Linked DNA regions of Mus musculus: region 1 is linked to region 2. Evidence: chromatin contacts called from public HiChIP or PLAC-seq data. All regions are on one chromosome and are shown on one strand. The core of a region is the stretch at or near the end of the contact, and the rest is flanking DNA. Distances in the headings are between cores, read along the strand shown.

Region 1 (3,507 bases), core at 462-2,961, 160 kb after region 2:
CTCAAGGGAAGGAAGCCATCTCCTCACCTCTAGCTGCTGGGGCTGCCTTGAGCCACCACCTCCTGGGGCAACCCCTTCTCCTTGTTCCCAGCCTGCAAAGAAGCGGGCCTCTTCTCTGACCTCTGAGCTTGGCCTCCATGTGTGCATTTCCGTCTCTGTCTTTGTACTCCCTAATGCAGGGACTCTAGTGACTCTGGTGTTATATCTGTCCCTGCAGGTGACCCAGGTGATCTCCCCATTTGTAATTCCCTGCTTGGTTCCATCTGCAGGAACCCTTTTGTATTTCAGGTGACATGCTCACAGGTTCCACTGTGACTTCTCCCAGGGAGCTTTGCATAGGTCTCAGCTCTGTTAGAATCGAAATGCCTCAATAGCAAGAACTTATTTCATTCATACTTTCATGATGAATGAATATTCTTATAAATATTCACTATAAAGACATAAATATTCATATCTCAATGCTGTCCAGTGCAGGGACAAACACAGAAGAACGACTCTCTAAGTGTTTGTTGAATGAATCAACAACAGCCAATCTGGAATACATAGAGAAGGAGGCTTTGCTTTAGTTGAGAAGCAGCTTCTGAGAAAATGGGGTTCATGAAGAGATAGCACACACACACACACCTCCTTCTGGGGCCAGGCAAGTGAGATGAAGGCAGGGCCTCCTCTGTGGATTGATGGAGTCTGTGGTGACAGAGAGTGCAACTGTCACTTAACCAGAGCGGCTACTATTCAATTTTGGGGTCAGGAAGAAATATCATCTTTTGTTGGCAAGCACTTCCAGTTTCCAAGAAAAGCCAAAACTCTAGTGCTAAAAATAAAATCACCTGATTTAGAAACGTTAAAGCTAATACCAAAAAAAAAAAAAAAATTATAGAAATACCACAAGGACCAAACATGTGACTCTGGGGACTCAGACTGCAGCTACCAGTTGCCACCCCTGATTTATGCCCTCAAGTATGTTCCTCTGGGCTTCACATACAAATTAATCTAATTCATTCTCAGCAGCAGTGCCAGCAAGAGCACCCTCGGGAAGGCCAGGGAGCAAAGCAAAGCCCAGTCCTTCCAAAAGGCTGGCAGTACCTCATCAGGTACACACAGAGTTCTGTCCCCAGGGCCGTGTGGTCCCTGGGGCAGCTCCTCCATGTCCGGGCCTAGGTATGGTTGCCAAGTATGGCTTCACTTCTTCATGGCGGCAGGGTCTTGCATCAGGGAAGTACCTCTCAAGCCAATGACCATATGCCCAGAAACGTCATCACTTCACACACAGCTCAGCAGCCATGGCAGTCACACAGCACAGCACAGCACAGAGAGGGTGACAGTGATCTTAGTGGGATATAAACCTGGCTCCCTCCTAGCTCTGCCTTGAAGCTCAGAGATCCTGACAGAGAATGAACTTCTCAGGCTGTGACTGGAAAAGAGGACTTGGCCCCTTCTACCGACTGCCGTAGGTATCATCGACGGGAAGCGCTCAAGAAAGGGTACATGCAGACACTTCCGTGTCTCTTAACTCAACTAAGGACAACACCGACAACCTAAGCCCTCCTTTGTGCCGGTTTGAACCTAAAAGTGTCCACCACAGACTTCTGGGTTCAGATACTTGGCCTCTAAACTGGCAGTGCTATTTTGGAAGGCTGTGGACCAGTGGAGACCTGTGGCCCAGCTAAAGGAAGTGGATTGATCTCTGGAGGGTGGGCCTTGAGGTTTATGGTCCCATCTGGCTTCCTCTCTTGTCTCTGCTTCCTGTCCCTGCCCTCACACTCCTGCCACCACAGCCTGAGCAGCTACACCACCATGCTTCCTACCCCCTGACCCCCACCCTCACCCCCACCCTCACCTTCCTCCACCGGACTGTCCCTGCAAAAGAAATCATTTCTTCCTCAGGTTGCTTCGTATCAGGCATTTGGTGACACTGACAGGAAAAACGGTAGCTAACACACTTTTGCCCGGCCTTCTGCCCACATCCTTTCTTTCTCTTCCTCAGCTTTATTTCATTTCAGACTCACCTATAGACAGTGAGACCTGACCCTCAGGGCCAGCATGCAACTCACCTCTGAGGGTTTCCTGGGACGCTGAATGACTGAGTGGAGGAAAGAAAGTGTCACACACTCCACAAAACGGATGTTCAAAGTCCTGGGTCTGAGGCTACCTTGGGATCTGTGACCGCCCCCCTTGCCCCCTCAGGACTGGCGACCCCATCATGGCTTCTGGAGTTCCCCACACAAGAAGTGGAGAGGACCTAGCACTATGTTACATCTTCCGGGAGAGATGTTGAACATGTACCAGTTGGGTTGATGTACATTCTGGGGTGTGGCTGTTTTCACTCCATTCCCAGACGGCTTCCCCAGGCTAGCTTCTGAGTTTTCCATTTCACCCTTTTGAATGTGACATGCCCCTATGGGCTCACATGTCTGAACACTCCTCTCCCAGCTGGTGGTGTCATTTAGAGTGTTAGGGAGCCTTTAGGGAGGAGAAACTCACTGAAGTAAGTGGGTGTCAGGGGCTCCCACTTGCAGGTATATGGGCCAGCCCAACTCCCTGCTCACTCTCCACTCTCTGAGTGTGACACTATGTGCCCGCTGCCTCAGAGTTCTGCTCACCCATCTATCTGCCTTTCCCACCATGATGGACGGTATCCTCAAAGCTGGAAAAAAGAAAAAAAAATCCTTCCTCCTCAAATTGCTTCTTGGCAGGTATTTGTCCGCAGCGTGAAAAAGATAACTAATTCAACCATGTTTCCTGGGTTTTCTGCCACATGTGCATGCAAATTTCCCCCCAGAGGATTCCATCATGGCGCCCTCTCAAAGCACAGAGCCTTTTCCTTTTCAGTTCCAGGCTCCCATCATTCTACCCAGGGGTTCTGTGCAAACTGACTTTTAGGACAAACTTAGCAATAGGACCTGCAGCGGGTCTCTAATCATCCCCACTGGTCTCTCCAGTGGCCCTGGGAGCTAGCCATGGCACCCATGAGAATGGGGGGGGGTGTTCTCAGAGGATGCAGAAGCCCAGTGTCCACTGCCCTGGCACTCCTGGGACCTCCTTCTCAACAGAGGGCAGCCACAGGGTGTGCAAGATGGAAATAACCTTGAAACCCAAGCCCCAATTCCTTTCTCCACTATGGAGACAGACTGGCACTTGTAAGTCCTCTCACTTGGTGCCTGGAGTCACTCATTTCCTGTGAGGTAGGCCCTTGGGACCACTTGTCTCTTGTTACAGACAGAGGACTAGACTCAACATACCAGTGTGCCAACCCAGTTCTGGCTGCACTGCACACACAGACCCTCAGAAGCCAGTGTGTGCATCTGGATCAAAGCCAACAACAGCATGTTTGTGGAGCTTGGACATCTGCACCTGAAAACAAGCATTCCTTAGGATAGGAGAGAGGATGGGGAGAAAGGGATTTTGTCCACATAAGATCTGAAAAATGTCAACCCAGAAAACCAGTAGCAATAGTCTTTCTTCAAAACTCTGTAACAGACTAAAACAAACTTTCAACCCAGTACCTCC
Region 2 (3,543 bases), core at 100-2,599:
TTGACCGTCTGCTCATGTGGTGTCCTCACACGTGTGTGCTGGTCAGCTCAGCCAGGTCTGAGGAAAGCTGGAAGCATCTCGGCTCTTCTTCCTCCATGCTGTCAGAACCTGACCCTTCCAGCCCCGGTCACTACCCTGTCTTGAGGTTGCTAAACTGTCATTTGATGTCTTACTGGGGTCTCTATCTCTCACCAACTTGCAGGAAAACCTATTGTCACCGGCGACTGAACTTTCTGGAATCCAAGTTTAGCCTTCATGAGATGTTAAATGAAATGTCAGAGTTCAAGGAATTGAAGAGTAACCCCCACAGAGACTTTTATAATGTGAGAAAGGTATGTGGTGGCTGGTGTCCAAGCCACTCACCTGGCCCATACTGGGCCCAGGGAATGATGCCCTGGGTCTGTCTAGGTCCAGAGTTGGGTGAGCACCAGGTCTCCTGGCTGGAGTAGCCTGTGTGATAAAACATGCCTGTGCAGCAGGAAGACTGGCAGACTGTGTCCTTGACTCGGGTTGTCTCGGATACTGTGGTACCATTCTAGATCCACGGTGGAAAGTCTGTGTTGGTGCAAGTCTTTCTCCAGCATCAGAACATAGCCTGCTAACTGGTCTTAACAGTGGCGGCTTTAGGGTAGTGGGTGTGTTAGAGACATCACAGAGGGAAAGCTGTCAGGACCTGTCTGGACTTAGGAGTTGGCAGGTTTCCATCCTTTGGAGTCAGCTCTATTAAAGCAAAGCACTGAGATGCTCCAGCCTCTGCCCCTCCTCTGCCCCTGGAGTGGCCGCGTGGCTCTGGTACCTTCTGCCTTCAGGGGCAGCAACAGGGCAGGTGTGCGTTAGAGGATCCTGGCCTGGAGGCTTTTCCACTTTCTTCCAGGGGAAGGAAGACTTGGGATCATGCTGAGCATGGCTCGGATGGAGACCAAGACTCAACTTTCTGTTCATAAGAATCCTCAGAGACAAGTGCTGTGACGGGGGTGGGGAGTGGCTTTCAGAGGGGCCAGAACTGAGGAGGAGAGGCCGTGTGGTACAGGAGAAGGAACAGTGATAGCGGCCTCTGGGGAGGGAGCAGAGTGTGCAGATGTCAGGAGGGGGGAGGGAGGAGAGAGTGTGCAAGCTCGTGGGGTTGGAAGGTGGGTGACAGCCAAGTAGAGGGAGCTGTGGGAAGGTTCTGCACCATGGAGGCCTATGGACTTCTTAAAGAATGTCGTAAATCTCAGACTCTGGACCAAGAAGAGGCTTCGGAAGTAAGAGTAGGACACGTGGGTTATTGGATGCATGGGCAGAGGTGAAAGGTTGTGGTTAGACCACTTCCCTAGACACAACAGCCACTGTCTGTTCCTTATTTGGGTGGCTCAGTTTCTGTGAGAACTTAGCACATACCCTGGCAGATGGGGGAAACACCTCCCCCAGCCTGGCATAGCCCCGCCCCGCCCTCTGCAAGTGTGAGCGAGTGCTTTGGGCCTCTATAGCTCCTGAGGCTTGGGGCCAGGCTGGCCTAGCCAGCTGTGCTTCTGATGGTCCTGCGGTCATCCCTGGATGGCCCATGACTGTCCCTGGGCTGCTCCTTGGCCATGATGTGAGAGAGAATAGATGATTCTTGGGGTTTCCTGGCAGTCTGAGGTTGATGCCTGCTCTATCCACAACAGTCTGGCTTTTGGCACCTAAATTGGTCCCTAAGTATGAATCCAGAGCTGCTGAGTTAGGCCTGGTCCTCCAGGACAGGGGAGTTGGCAGGGTGCTGGGTGATTTGTTTTCTCACTCAAAATCTGGGTTCTAAGGACAAGACTGAGATTTAAAATCTACAGTGACAGGGAAGGGGTATCCCTATCTCCATGGTGGCTGCCATGTCCAGAGTCAGGCTCTAAAGTCAGCATGGGTAGTAAGGAATGAGTTTTGATATTGGGAGTCCCAACCAGCAGGACCCTATACTTGAGCGTGTAGTCTCTGCCCACCGCTAAGAAGGAAGGACTGTGTTTGCTACTTGGAAGTTGGATGTTGGATCGAAATGAGCATTGTCCACTTTGGTAAAGTGTAACACTAGGGACATCATAGGTATCATTTAGGCCAAGCCTGATCAAGTGGGGTCGGCTTCCTGAAGCTATTCAAGCTTAGAGAAAGAGTATGAGTATCGATTACTCATGTCTGCCATGGGTGTGAAAAGAGCCAGTGTTAGTTAGCTCAGGTCTCAGACATCAAACAGTGCTTCACTGAAATGTGACTGGTCTGTGAACCTTGATCTCACGTGACAGTAAAGTATCCGCGTAGATTCTTCTAGCCAGTCGAAGACACTAAAATGAAGGCCTTTTTTGACTTATTCTGCAAGTTGGAGTAGGGGATTCCTGGATGGCCCAGCTGGTTTCATTCTATGTCCTGTGACTCATGGGAGCTATGACAGGCTGTGTGTATGACTGTGAAGCTGGAAGACACAGCTAGAATGGCAAAGAATGTGTGGAGTCATGCTGAGTGAGGTAGGCCAAGCCAGGCTGGCTCCTTGTCGCCTCTCGGCTATGAAGCGCTGGAGCTTCAGCCCCGCTCCGTGTAATGTTCTGCATCTCACAGCTTTGAGTTCTTCTGTCTTTCCTGGAGGAGGGTCAAGAACTGATGGCAGGAAGGTCCCTGATGAGTGAGCACTGTCCCCAACACCATAGGCTGGCTGGGATAATGGACACACAAGTCCAATAGATCAAATGTCTGGCTTGGCATGTCTTAACAGATGACCAACCAGCTGTGGACAGCATTCCCCGGCTTGAGGTCAGTGTCTCCTCCCCCAAGCCTTGCCAGAGAGCCCAGTCTGCTGCAGTTCTAGCGTGCAGGCTGGAGTCTGGTAGGTAGCACCCTGAATTGTGACCTCTCTTGTCTTCTTGGGATCATGAGAGGTGAGCCAGCATGCTCACTGTGTCTCTAGGGCACCCGTTAGCCAGGTGACAGCCTGTAAGTGAAACAGTAAAAAAAGAAGAGAAAATGGAGGGGTGAGGGAGATAGGACAGGCAACGTGAGGAGTGATTGTACTCTAAAAAAACCCAAACAGCCCACTCTAGCTTGCATGTGCACGGGGATGGTGTGGCTGACTGAGGACAAGGGAAGAAGCCACGAGGCCAGGAAAGAGGTCGCTCTGGACTCAGGAGTGAGTTTTTTGGTGGCAGTGGGGGTGGGACACACGTTTGGGAGGTAGAACTGATGTGATTAGCTGGTACTGAGACGAGGGTAGGAAGGCCGCCCACTTTTTCACAATGAACTTCTGAGGTCAGGATCGGTCATTTCTCAAGACACTGAGGACCAGGAGATGGTCAGGTTTGCACTGTGGTCTGAGACGGAGAGTGCATTCTGGAGGTATATTAAATTTGAACTGTCTGTGAGTTCCTCGAATAGAGACGTCCGTTAGGTAATTACTTAGTTCTGGGACTTTCAGCTCATGGTCCGCAATTGGGAGTTGTTTAAAGAGAAAAATTAAAGGCACAGGCGGCTCAGCTCTTGGTGTTCTCGCAGAGAACTGGAATTCAGTTCCCAGCATTCACGGCAAGCAGTTTACAACTGCACACAATT

The links. HiChIP or PLAC-seq counts read pairs in DNA pulled down with a chosen protein or histone mark.
Region 1: a contact with region 2 is called in a BATF HiChIP or PLAC-seq map of CD8 T cells, with 6 read pairs. The contact joins two enhancer-like sites. A contact is called at or near these places in 3 of 39 promoter capture datasets (3T3-L1-derived adipocytes, embryonic stem cells and trophoblast stem cells), 3 of 484 Hi-C or Micro-C datasets (bone marrow-derived macrophages, embryonic stem cells and extraembryonic endoderm stem cells), 8 of 115 datasets of contacts at active chromatin or transcription factors (the 230-238 cell line, CD8 T cells, the HPC-7 cell line and 4 more) and 6 of 9 other capture datasets (adipose tissue, bone marrow-derived macrophages, embryonic stem cells and 3 more).

The regions. Positions count from the first base shown.
Region 1 is chr7:110,954,975-110,958,481 of GRCm38.p6, forward strand. The region is part of intron 1 of Mrvi1 (MRV integration site 1); the gene reads right to left. Among named protein-coding and RNA genes, the nearest start is that of Mrvi1, 26 kb to the right of the region's middle. Within about 2 kb of position 1,712, at least 90 of the 459 cell types and tissues checked have an H3K27ac peak or open chromatin away from gene starts, as enhancers often do. A contact at or near this core is called in the 230-238 cell line and CD8 T cells, where this site is marked.
Region 2 is chr7:110,795,477-110,799,019 of GRCm38.p6, forward strand. Ampd3 (adenosine monophosphate deaminase 3) reads left to right here. Exons shown (of 15, transcript NM_001276301.1): 6 at 203-332. Among named protein-coding and RNA genes, the nearest start is that of Gm39069, 16 kb to the left of the region's middle. Within about 2 kb of position 1,350, at least 134 of the 459 cell types and tissues checked have an H3K27ac peak or open chromatin away from gene starts, as enhancers often do. A contact at or near this core is called in the 230-238 cell line and CD8 T cells, where this site is marked.